Regions from separate parts of the Sus scrofa genome. Here region 1 is linked to region 2. The links are chromatin contacts, called in public promoter capture Hi-C maps. All regions are on one chromosome and are shown on one strand. Each heading gives the region's core, a stretch centred on a gene start, on an enhancer-like site or on the middle of the called end of the contact. The rest is flanking DNA. Distances are from core to core; before and after follow the strand shown. Region 1 holds the start of RAB42 (putative Ras-related protein Rab-42). Region 2 holds the start of TRNAU1AP (tRNA selenocysteine 1-associated protein 1).

Region 1 (6,551 bases), core at 3,016-5,515, 36 kb after region 2:
CGGCAGCTGCAGCTCTGATTCAATCCCTAACTTGGGAACTTCCATATGCTGTGGGTGTGGCCCTAGGGGAAGAAAAAAGAATTAAGCATCTATTCAATCTTAATCTATTCATTATTTTTATCCTTACATACTCTTAAAAAAGTAAGTGTTACTATTATTATCATTTTGTGGAGAAGGCCACAGGCTCTCCGAGTGTTAAGGAGCTTTCTGATGACTTCCAAATGTGTTTCTTCAGCCCCAATTCTCTCCTAAGCTCCAGACTTTATATCCTGCTGTTTCTGTGATAACTACACTTGGATGGCTATTTATTTTATTTTGCCTTTTTTTTTTTTTTTTTTTTTTTTTAAGGCCGAAACTGCAGCATATGGAAGTTCCCTGGCTAGGGCTCTAATCAGGGCTATAGCCACCGGCCTACACCACAGCCACAGCAGCTCAGGATCCGAGCCATATCTGCAACCTACACCACAGCTCACAGCAACACTTAATCCACAGAGTGAGGCCAGGGATAGAACCTGTGTCCTCATAGATACTAGTCAGATTCGTTTTCCACAGAGCCATGGCAGGAACTCCCAGACGGCTATTTATTAATAGGCTTCTCAGTACACAGCCTTTCCTCCTCCAAACATGCTCTTCCCTCATCTCAGTAAGTCCTTAGGGTGACCCAGGACTCCTCTCTTCTCTAACATCCCACTCCCAATCCATCGGCAAACCCTGTGTTCTCCACCGACGCTATCTTTATCTATGACCCACAAGATCCCACTCCTCTTCTAGCCAGTCTCCTTGATTCTGCCATTGCTCCTGCAGGCTGGTCTCAACATACCAGCCTGGCTGTTAAAAAGCATTATCTCCCTCTTTTTTTAAGCAACATCTGTGGCACATGGAAGTTCCTGAGCCAGGGATTGAATCAGAGCCACAGTTGCAACCTATGCCACAGTTGTGGCAATGCCAGATCCTTACCCACTGCACTACAACAGGAACTTCCAAAGACCATTATCTTGATTGCAGCGTCTTTGCGGGTGTACACCTATATCAAAACTCAAGAATTAAGCATCTATGGAATATTTTTAGTAAGTACAATTTATTACATATCAATTATATCTTAATAAAGATGTAAAAAAAAAAAAAGAGAGGAGTCAGATTATGTTATTCACCTGCCCCAAAATCACTGACTTGTCAATACATTTGAAAATAAAAGCAGAAGTCCCCATGAGGGCCTCAGAAACCACATATATCTGGCTCCTCCTCCTGTCTGCTCTCACTACCCACCACTTGCTCATTCATTCTGCTCCCTCTCTGTGGCCTCTCTGCTCTTCTTGGAGCACCCTTGCCTCTCCCACCTCAGGGCCTGTGCTCTTCCTGTTCCTCCTGCCTGGAACTGTCCTCCGTGGCTTCACAGACAACCACACTGCACACTGCCACCCTTCCCCTGGGCTTCTATTCAAATGTCACCTCCTCAGACCACCCTCTTTTGAAATAGCACCCTGCCACCCTTCAAACCATGGTTTGATTGTTATCACGTTTCATATTAATTTATTTTGTCTTTCCCATTACAATGTGAGTTCCCCAAGAACACGAATTATGTCTTTTTTTTCCACTGCTGTATAAGTGCCTAGTATATAAAAGATGGTCAGCATTTACTGAAATAATTACTAAGTGAATGAATGAATGAATGAATGAAACTTGGCCAAGGCCACATAGCTAGTAAGCATCATTTGGAACTGTAACTCAGATCTGTCTAATACAAATGTGCATAACGTACCTGCTATGACACACAGTAACTCCAGAACGACGCTGTGAGGTGATCTGCCTCACTTAGCTGAAGGGGAAGCGGATTTGGAGAGGGGAAATGATTTGCCCTTGGGTCACATAGGGAGTCTGTGACAAAGTCAGCTGAATCCAGATTCTGGGGCCAGGTGCAGTTAGACTCAGGCACATGATCCCAGCCCACAGCAGGAGCATCTAGGAGAGGAAGTTCAAGGAGTCAGATGCTGACAGTGCACTCTGCCCCCACGCGCTGAGCAGAAAGGCTTCTGGGACGCCTGGTTTCAAACTGCCTTTCAAGTTGTTTCATGCCTCTCTGCCTTTGCCCAGCTGCCCCTGCCTGGAGTGCCCCTCCTTCTGACCTCCCCAGCTCCCGCTTGTCCTTGGAGACCCAGCATGACCTCCTCCAAGAGGTCTCCTCTGACTCAGTAGCCGCCCCCCCCCACCCCAGTCCAGCTTTGTTATGGTGTTTGAATGAATAATGAGTGAATGAACGAATGAATAGCACTTATCCACTTTTATTCATTCATTCAAGCACAAATATTCACCAAATTCCTACTTTGTGCCAAGCACTGAAGATAAAGCCATTGGTCCTTATCCCCAGGGGGCCTGAGCCTAGAAGGGAGGCAGACGTTACACTGGACAGAAGGGTCTGTGACCTTAGTCGGAGAGGGGCTTCCTGAGGACAGAGATCTAACCTGAGGCCTGAAGTAGGGGTTGCTTACCCTTTGAAGAGCGGGAGAGGAGTGTTCCCGGCGGAGGGCTGAGAAGAGGGAAGATGGTCAGCATGGCTGGAGCTCAGAGCGCCAGTGGTGGGTAAAGAAGGCATGGGGGTGGAGAGCGGGGGAATTCGCACAGGCCTAATGCAACAAGTATTTTTCCAGCTGAGCAGAGCAAGGGGAGGAGAACATCCCAATGGAAGAATCCGCAGGGCATGTGGGAGTGGAGCAGACTCTCCTGGTTTGGGCAAAGCTGGCAGGAAGGATTCCTTTCCCAACACCCCCCCTCCCCATCTGATGCTCCTCTCTCTCCTTCTGGAAGTCAGGGATAAGCAGACTTGAGCCCCTATAGGCACTACTATTTAAGTGGCCAAAGGCCAGGATTACTAGGAGACCCCACAAAAGGGCTTCTCAGTGATTTATTTAGAGGTAGGTACAAGAAAACCTGGGCCTTCCCTAGTCCCCAGCCTATCCAGCCAGAAACAGACTGGGAAGCTAGTCTCAATCTTCCATGCTAGTGATTTTAGATTGGTTACTTAACTTCTCTGAGCCTCAGTTTCCTCATCTGTAAAAAACTGGGCAGACTAACATCTACTCACAAGGTTATATAAGGAGGAAATGTGATGATGTGACGGTTTGTTTTAGGGAGAACTGCTCCCTACTGCCAGTTTGCCAAAACAAGTTAAACTGGTAACTACCATCCACAGTGGGACAGTGGGATTAAACGTATAGACAAGCTGTTTGGGACCAGCCAGAACTCCCTGAAATCCTGAGTGTCCAGAAGATCAGACTGAAAATTATGGAGTGGATCTTGGATACAGATGTGGTTGCCTTCCTCTCGCCCCTAACCCAAGTGGGACCCGATGACTTTGTCTGGTCCTTTGGGAATTTGCTTTGCAGTCCCCTTTAGTGGCATCAAAGGGATAGTGAAGGGGGAAAAAAATCTAAGAAGTTCCCATGTGATGCAGTGGGTTAAGGATCCAGCATTGCCGCAGCTGTGGGGCAGGTTACAACTGCATGGGTTTGATCCCTGGCCCAGGAACTTCCACAAGTCCGAGTTCTGCTGTGACCTGAGACAAGTCACACATCTAAGCCTCCATCTCCTTAGCTCTAAAATGGACACACTACGGCCTTCTCAAAGCATTGCTGTCCCAAAGCATTAGGAACTGACCATCTGGCCTCATAAATGTTAGCTGTCCTGTCCACAGCCAATTGCCCTTCCTCTGGAATTGCAGTTGTACCCTGCCTCTTCTACCCCACTGTGTCCAGGTCCCTCTCTGGGGCCCAGCACAGGCAGGCAGGGAGGAAGCAATAGGGACTGCTGAACATTGAACCCGAACATTGAACACAAGGCCCCAGACCAGGCCAGTGGGGCTCCAGGAAAGGGGCACGTGGGTGGGGAAAGAGCACCTATAAATGATCAACTTTCTTGAGTGGTGTCTCCAGGTCCAGCAGCGGGGGCCCTACTGGGAGACTAACAGAGAGTGGGGGCTGCAGAGAGAAACCATCCCAACAATGAGAAGTGGATGCTCTGGCGCTGTTAGATTCAGGTCAGTGCAAGTCTGATTCTCCCTAGTCCTCCTCCCCACATTATCTAGTTTAATTTTTTCATCTTGTGAAGTAGGGATTATTATCCCCATTTTACAGAGGAGGAATCTGAAGTCCAGAGTGAGGAATTGACTTGCCCAGGTGTTTCCTCGGGTTTGGGTTCCTCCAGGTCCTTTTCCTTGGTGCCAAAGACGCTGGTCAGGGTGGCTGCACACGGCCCGGGGGCGGGGCCCGAGGAGGGGGCGGGGCTGGGGGCGGAGCCGCAGGGCGCGGCCCGGACAGTCGGTCTCCCGGCCGGAGGGAGCCACGACGCCGGCCATGGAGGCTGGGGGCTTCCGCTACCAGTTTCGGATCGCGCTGCTGGGGGACACGGCTGTGGGCAAGACGTCGTTGCTGCGGCGCTACGTGGCGGACGCGCCTTGGATACCAGAGCCCGAGCCGGAGCTCGAGTCGGCGCCCACGGTGGGCGTCGAGTTCTACAGCCGCACTCTACAGCTGCGGGCCGGGCCGCGCGTCAAGCTGCAGCTTTGGGACACTGCGGGCCAGGAGCGCTTCAGGTGCGCGGTGGGGGCAGGGCTGGGGCGGAGTGGGGTGGAGGTGGGGCGGGAGAGGGACCTCTGGTTGGGGCGGCTCAATGCCTGTCCCCCTGACCATGGAGGTGGTCAGTCGCAGTGGCCCAAGTAGAGATCTGGGGGTCCCCATCCTGGATCTGAGTCCTTCACTTTTTTTTTTTTTTTTTCTCTTAGGGCCACACCCCCGTCATATGGAGGTTCCCAGGCTAGGGGTTGAATCGGAGCTGTAGCTGTTGACCTAGGCTATAGCCACAGCCACAGCAACACAGGATCCGACCTACACCACAGATCGCGGCAGTGCGAGATCCTTAACCCACTGAGTGAGGCCAGGGATCAAACCCATGTCCTCCACGGGAGTTCCTATAAGTCCTTCACTCTTGAGCCATTCATCCTGCAAACACAGCCTCTGAGCCCAATACCTGAGACCTGGTGCCCTGCCCCAGAGGAAAGTTTTGACATTGAATTTGGAGGGATGAATGACCTGGGTGTTGAAAAGCCCATAGGAGCAGAGAGAGGGAGGTGTCAAGGAGATGCGAAAGGAAGAGAGATTTGTGTTGGCGATACAGGATGCATAGGAGTTTGCCAGCCAGAGAATGGGGAAACAAAACCTGCAATCGGAAAAACATCAAGAATGCAGAAATGGTCAGGAGAGTATGGAAATCAAAACCGCTCCTTTAGAGTTCCCATCATGGCTCACTGGAAATGAATCTGACTAGCATCCACGAGGACATAGGTTCGATCCCTGGCCTTGGTCAGTGGGTTAAGGATCCAGCGCTGCCATGAGCTGTGGTGTAGGTCACAGACATGGGGGGGATCTGGTGTTGCTGTGTCTGTGGTGTAGGCTGGTGACTACAGCTTTGATTTGACACCTCGCCTGGGAACCTCCATGTGCTGCAAGGGCAGCCCTAAAAAGGAAAAAAAAAAAAAAAAAAAAAAAAAAAAACCCTGCTCCCTAAGTGGGGAGCACACAGTTACTTGGGAGAGACAGATGCTGGGGAAAAGACTCACAGGGCAGTGTGAGATGAGCTATAATGGGGAGTGTGAAGCAGTCAGTGGATGAAAGGAGTCCTGCCTCTGGGGTGTCTTGAAGGTGTCTCATAACTTACTCCCTCCACCATCAGGTGCATCACCAGGTCCTTTTACCGGAATGTGGTGGGTGTCCTGCTGGTCTTTGATGTGACAAACAGGAAGTCCTTTGAACATATCCGAGACTGGCACCAGGAGGTCATGGCCACTCAGGGCCCCGACAAGGCGATCTTCCTGCTGGTTGGCCACAAGAGTGACCTGCAGAGCATGCGATGTGTCTCAGCCCAGGAGGCGGAAGAGCTGGCTGCCTCCCTGGGCATGGCCTTCGTGGAGACCTCCGCCAAAAATAACTGCAATGTGGATCTGGCCTTCAACACCGTTGCTGATGCCATCCAGCAGGCCCTGCAGCAGGGGGACATCAAGCTGGAGGAGGACTGGGGGGGTGTCCGGCTCATCAACACCCAACCCCCCAGGCCCCTCAGCAGGAAGCAGCATCCGGGCCCATGCCAGTGTTGACTCTGGGAGGGAAAGGGTTAAAGCAGCGCTGCCCTCAGAAGGCCTGGGGGGATGGAGAGTGTTAATATCTCTCGGGAGGGCAAATGGCAGAATCTGTCCAGACAGTTAATATATACAGTATCCTGGCACAGTCACGCTTCTTGGATTTTAGGGTCTCAGAGCTCAGCCCCTTTCCACCAGAAAGGTCTAAAAGGCCAGGTGTGCAGCTTCCTGTCCTTAAGCCTGTTTCCTCCAGCAAGAGGAGCTCATAAAAGACCTCACCTCACAGGGGGTTGAGGGCATGAACGGGTGGCATATGCTCAGCCAGGGCCTCCCACACTGTGAGGATGGAACGGCGAGAACTGTCATCACTGCTCTTTCTTGGCTTGGATGTGGCCATTTTTGGCAGTGTCCCTGGACTTGGACGCTG
Region 2 (6,606 bases), core at 842-3,341:
CTGTACCCATGGGATGTGGAAGTTCCTGGGCCAGGGATTGAACACGCATCTCATGCACCTCAGCAACCTGAGCCACAGTAGTGACAGTGCTGGGTCCTGAACCTGCTGAGCCACAGGGGAACTCCCTAGGCTGGTGATTAAATCAGCCTCCACCTGAGCCCAAAACCTCAGTTCCTTTTCCCTGTATTGGATGTAAGAGTTATAAAGCTCTCTGTAGGTGTTTACATATGTTAGAACAGTGTTGGGCACAGAGTAAATGTTCCAGAAGTCTTTGCTATTATGACCATTGCACATTTTAAAATTCCCTGTGGTTAATAATCGCCTTGTTTTTCACATGCTTAGTTTTTTGGTATAAGTATCATTAATTTAATGTCAGTGTCTATGAGAAGTAAATCTCCTTTTTTTGTGTTCAAACACATCAAATACGCTCAATTTTATCTTTTCCCCCATTCTCCTCCAACCTGAATTGGTTACCTGAAAACAAATGTAATCACCCCATATGGTTCAGCTATAAATAATGTTTACAAAGTCATAATAATGTAAGTGTTTGATATTTTGAAAAATTATAATTACAAGATGGTGAAGTGTATGTATGAGGTGCAGTCCTTAAAAAGATCTGAAACCACAAATGAAGAGAAAGTATGTTATTTAGAAATACTTGGATTTTAGGGAAAAGATTTGGAAGTGGTTGCCTTCAGGGGCAGGGATAGATGGGATAGGAGAGAACTGTTTAGTATTTATGACAAATTCAAAAATGTTTTCAGTGCCTCCCATATGCCAGACATTGTTGTGGGAATTTGATTAGAAACAACAAGGAATCCTGTCTGATGAAGCTTACATTTTAAATTAAAAATAAACACTTACAAGTCTTGCACAAGTAAAATAAATTTTAAAAATAGTAATCAAAGAGCACCCCACAAGGGCTGGCAAATTTTAGTACTCAAGAGTTATCAGTCATAATTCCAAGTCCTCCAGCTGCTGTGTTGGAGAGCTTACTGGATGCCAGGCATTAGGCCAAGTGCTTTCTCAACTTCTCAATTTCTCCATACGACAAACATGGTATGAGGTAAGCATTGCTGTTACCCACATCGCTAATAACAACAACACAATTGGAAGGGGCTGGGATTTGGGCTCCATTTGTTCAAATGTGTAGTTGAAGCACCCAACCGCTACACTACTACGGCCATGAATAGGATAAAGCTGGAAATGTGGCAACTTGGTTGAATCTCAAGACTTCAGAGTGCTTGACTTTGGGCCCCAACAACATAAGTTTGGAATATATGAACTGGCAAGGAAGGACATAAGTGGCCATCAACCCAGAAGGAGCCTGGGAAATGGATTCTCCATCAAGCGATGAGCTTCAGTGTTGGAGATGACAATCATCATCTACAGAATCTTCACATTCTGAGGAAAGGGCATCAAACTGAGGCTGAGGTCTGGGACCTTCCCAGACGAAGAGTCAAACTGTCAGGATTATCTAGCCATCGAAATCGAGTCTGCTGAAGGCCTTCTATGGCAAGTCTCTTCCTGGGAGAGGTTAGAACTTCTGGTGGTTTGGATTATTGTAGGGAACGTGAGACGCAAGAGAGTGACAAGATGGGGATTGATTTGTTTGTTGGTTGGTTAGCCCTCCCCTCCTCTCCCCTCCCACAGCCTAGTTCTATGCATGGGAATGATGGAAGGATGCCAGTCCAGCGTCAACAGAAATCCTGTCCTTTCCGTTTCGTAACCTGAGAAAAGCAGGTTGAAGGGGTGGCGGAGGCAGACCAGTGATTTGCCAGAGGTCATACATAGTTAGTGGAACTGGATCGTCCAGGCTTCCAAAAGGGATCTTTCACTTTAGGAAATATGCTTCTATTTTAAGTTTTTGCCATGAACATACACTACTTTTATAATTCTATACGTACGCGTGTGTTTAAAGCCGGAAAGAGTCCGGAGAAAGCCAGTCATTCACGCCCCCCACGGTCCCGCGCAAGGCGGTGTCTGCCCCGCCCCATCCCGCAGGCTCCGGTTCGAGACACGCCCACAGGGATCCGGAAAAACCCGGACCCGCCAGTCTGCGTTGCCTTGGGCGCCGAATTGCCGAGCGTGCGCAGAAGGCGATGGGGGCGCATGCGCCGTGGAGGCCGCAACCCCGCGGAGCGGCGTACGCGCCAGCCTCTGAGGCTCGCGTAGGCCTGGCGGGGCCTCGGGCATGGCGGCCAGCCTGTGGATGGGCGACGTGAGTTGGGGCGGCCGCCCGGTTCAGCGGAGGAGAAATATAGTGTCACGAGGGCAAAAGGGTCTGAAGAGAAGGGGTCCTCGGCTCTCAAGAGGGTGGCAGTGAATGGGGAGGGGAGTTCTCAGTGGTGCCAAAGCAAGTCCCAGCGTGTAGGTGAAGGGGCCGGGTCTGAGGGGGAGGGGTCCTCGGATCCCAAAAGGGTGGAAGAGAATGAGGAGAGTTGTTTTAGTGATGCCGAAGCAGGCCCTAGCATCTAGGTGCGGGGGCTGATTCGGAGGGGGAGGGGTCGTGGGGCCCAGCCCAGCCTGGATTCTGGGGAGGGAAAAAGGGAGGGTCTTTGCGTGGATAGAATGGGAAGAATCCCAAGGATTGAAGTGCGCCTTGGTTCGAGGACTGCAGGAATGGGGTTCCTAAATCCAAGGGGGAGGCTTCCTAAAAGGAGCAGCCTTGAAGGGAAGGAAGGCAAGAGGCTGGGAACGCCGGAGTGGATGGAAACCTCTTCACCCTCACCCTACTCCTGCCCGCAGCGTGCACCCAACCCTGGACTGAGCAGGGAGGGGCTCCGGATCCGGGAATGAGGAGCCTGGGTACTGACCTGAACTGCTCTGCTCTTATATTTGCGCAGCTGGAGCCCTACATGGATGAGAACTTCATCTCCAGAGCCTTTGCCACCATGGGAGAGACTGTGATGAGCGTCAAAATTATCCGAAATCGCCTCACTGGGTATGTTCTCTCCTCCCCTCTTGTCTTCTCAGTTCTCCCTTAGTAGATCAACTGCAGGTGTCATTCAGAAGGTAAACATCCTTCGGAGAGTCAGAGGCTTCTCACCCCTAATAATAATTATTACAGGAGTTCCCATCGTGGCGCAGTGGTTAACGAATCCGACTAGGAACCATGAGGTTGCGGGTTCGGTCCCTGCCCTTGCTCAGTGGGTTAACGATCCGGCGTTGCCGTGAGCTGTGGTGTAGGTCGCAGACGAGGCTCGGATCCCGCGTTGCTGTGGCTCTGGCGTAGGCCGGTGGCTACAGCTCCGATTAAACCCCTAGCCTGGGAACCTCCATATGCCGCGGGAGCAGCCCAAGAAATAGCAACAACAACAACAACAAAAGACAAAAAAAAAAAAAATAATAATAATTATTACAATGATATAAATTCTAACATTTCAGGGCTTATTGAGAGGAAGTATAATGTGTTGCTGACTCTGGAGCCAGAGTGGGTTTGAACGCTCTGTGTGCTGTGTGACCTTGAGCAAGTTACTCAGCCTCTCCCTGTCCTTCACCATAAAAATGGAGATAATAATAGCACCTACCTCATAGAGTTCTGATGAGGACTAAGTGCCATTAATTCCCATTCAGCATTTAGAACAGTGTTTGGCATATGGTATATGCTTGGTAAATATAAACAGATCATGATCTGCTGGGTAATAAGCATTTCAAAATCACAAAAACCCCTGAGCTAGGTACTATTATTAGAGAAGCATAGTAACTGTCTTAAAGTTACGCAGCTGTTAAATGAGAAGCCAAGACTCTAATTCAGGTCTGTTTTCAAAGCTCATGTGTGCCCATAACTCTTGTGTAAGACACTGCTACATGCCAGGGTTCTAGATTCCCAAAATATATGACTGAAACAAGCCAGATGCAGTCATTTCTCTCCTACATTCTACATTCTAACAGGGGAATGAGACTGTAAATATGTAAACAAGACAAAATGCAGAATAGATTTCCATATAATAGTGCTCTTATTTATTGCCTCCAGTTTCTTCTTTCTCTTTGAGGGTCGTAGGTTTCCTTAGGGTTCTAGTTAGAAATAACAGGATTCCTTATCAATCTGACAGTGTTTATCAAGTGTCTACTCTGTGCCAAGTACTAAAGCAGCGTGCTAAAAACATCAAGTAATTGAAAAATACAGATGAGAGATTTGAAATGTGGCCAACTCTAAAGTACTTTGTTTTGTTTTGTTTTTTTCTAGGGCTGCACCCGCGGCATATGGAGGTTCCCAGGCTACAGGTCTAATCGGAGCTGTAGCCGCCGGCCTACACCACAGCCACAGCAACTTGGGATCGATCCAAGCCAAGTCTGCCACCTACACCACAGCTCACGGCAGCGCCAGATCCTTAACCCACTGAGCAAGGCCAGGGATTGAACCCGCAACCTCATGGTTCCTAGTCGGATTCAATAACCACTGAGCCACAACGAGAACTCCCTGGTGAACGAATACTTTATGTATTCAGAACCCCGGTACCCAGGGGCCAGTTTTCTGAATGATAGATCATGCTGGCCTAGGTATTTTTCTTCTTGCTTTTGTAGACAAGAAAACACTGATAGTAGGCTACTTGCATAAAAATACATTCTGTAGTACTTTATATTTTTTAAAACATTGACATAGTTTCTCATGTTTTCATGTTTATTGAAATAAGGTTTGCAACTAGTCTTTCCTACCCTTGATTGCTAAACTCTGGCCGTTTCTTATGGTGGCACTTACAGACACATTATATGTGCATTCTGCTTCATATGACAAAGACTTAAAATCAGCAGCGTCTTGGGAGCCCTGGGGCATAGGTTCTGTCCACAGCCTGGTGCGGTATGTTAAGGATCCTGTTGTCGAAGCTGAAGCTTAGGTCACAACTATGGCTCAGATCGGGATCGCTGGCTCAGGAGCTCCATATACCGTGGGGTGACCAAAAAAGAAAAAAGTGTTTAAAAGGATAAATTTTATGTAATGTGTGTGTGTATGTACATATACATTTGTTTTGTCTTTTTGTCTTTCTAGAGCGCGGCACATGGAGATTCCCAGGCTAGGGGTCTAATCGCAGCTGTTGCTGCTGTTGCTGCTGCTGCCGCCAGCCTATGCAAGAGCCACAGCAACGCCAGATCCGAGCTGCATCTTCAAGCTACACCACAGCTTAAGGCAAGGCCAGATCCTTAACCCACTGAGCAAGGCCAGGGATCGAACCCGAAAACTCATGGTTCCTAGTCGGATTCGTTTCCGCTGCACCACGATGGGAACTCCATGTAATGTATATTTAACCACAATTTTGAAAACTCAACAAAGAGGAAAAAAAGAATGCAGTCCCAGGTGGAGCAACCACACGTCTCATCTCTGATGGGACTTTAAAATGGTATAACCCTTGGGGGCAAGTGTCTGGCAGTTTCTCATATACACATCTAGTCCTATGGCCCAGCAGATCTAGTCCTAGGTATTTACCCAAGACAAAGGAAAGCATGTTTCCACCAAAAAAGGGCTTGAAAAAGAATGTGCATAGCAGGGAGTTCCCGACATGGGGCAGTGGTTAACGAATCTGACTAGGAACCATGAGGTTGCGGGTTCGATCCCTGGCCTTGCTCAATGGGTTAACAATCCAGCGTTTCCGTGAGCTGTGGTGTAGGTTGCAGACGCGGCTCGGATCCATCGTTGCTGTGGCTCTGGCGTAGGCTGGTGGCTACAGCTCCGATTCAACCCCTGGCCTGGGAACCTCCATATGCCGCGGGAGCGGCCCAAAGAAATAGCAAAAAGCCAAAAAAAAAAAAAAGAATGTGCATAGCAGTGTTATGACAGTAGCCCAAAAGAGCAGCCCAAGTATCCCTTCATATGTAAATAAATAACTACTGGTATTTTCGATATATTTATAAAATAGGATATGGCTTAGCAATACAAAGGGACAGACTACTAATATAGCAATAATATGAATGAATCTTAAAAAGCATGCTAAATGAAAGAAGCCTTACTGTATGATTCCATTTATTTAAAATTCTGAGATGCACAAAATTAACCTGTGGTGGAACTAGCTCAGCATCTGAAAGAATTAGTACATTTCATTGCATGTAAATTTTACCTTAAAAGGAAAGACTCAACAATATTTGAACTCTAATAGTAAGCACGTTGAAAGAATTGAGGGATGTCTATCAATATCTGCAATTTACTTTGAAATGTATCAGAAAATAAGGAGGGGTTTCTTGGTGGCTCAGCGGCTTAGGACTTAAGAATCTAGAACACTCAAGACAGAAGGTACAGATTTGGCCCACCATTCTTCTAAGCATCAGTCAGCACACATTTATGGAGTTCATAGACTATGTTCTGAGATTTGTGGGCTCAGGTACTGCCTTTGCCCCTACCTTTCGGCTTAGTGTCCATAAGGTTATTTGAACTGAATATTGTATTTGCAAAAAAAGTTGGTTTATTTCACTGGTGGCGGCTTTAAGGATGCTGTTAAGGAAAATTAACAATTTTCAGTGTAAATCTCGTTGTGGGAAGGGATGTCAGGATATAGCTGCATCCTCCTACTTATGGCTCTTAGTGACGCTTTAAAAAGTTGAAGTTCCCCTTGTGGCTCAGTGGAAATGAATCTTACTACCATCCATGAGGATGCAGGTTTGATTCCTCGGCTC

What was found. Promoter capture Hi-C pulls out the DNA fragments that hold promoters and counts their contacts.
Region 1: a promoter capture Hi-C map of fetal liver shows a contact between it and region 2, with 2.0 times the contacts expected there. The contact joins the promoter of RAB42 here to the promoter of TRNAU1AP in region 2. A contact is called at or near these places in 1 of 5 promoter capture datasets (fetal liver), 6 of 47 Hi-C or Micro-C datasets (embryonic fibroblasts, fetal liver, fibroblasts and 2 more) and 2 of 2 datasets of contacts at active chromatin or transcription factors (alveolar macrophages and skeletal muscle).

The regions. Positions count from the first base shown.
Region 1 is chr6:85,598,774-85,605,324 of Sscrofa11.1, forward strand. It overlaps RAB42 (putative Ras-related protein Rab-42), which reads left to right and starts at 4,266. Exons shown (of 2, transcript XM_003356245.4): 1 at 4,266-4,585; 2 at 5,722-6,272. The coding sequence starts at 4,347. The coding sequence ends at 6,142.
Region 2 is chr6:85,565,339-85,571,944 of Sscrofa11.1, forward strand. It overlaps TRNAU1AP (tRNA selenocysteine 1-associated protein 1), which reads left to right and starts at 2,092. Exons shown (of 8, transcript XM_005665150.3): 1 at 2,092-2,221; 2 at 2,847-2,944. The coding sequence starts at 2,195. RCC1 (regulator of chromosome condensation) reads left to right here. Exons shown (of 11, transcript XM_005665141.3): 11 at 1-523.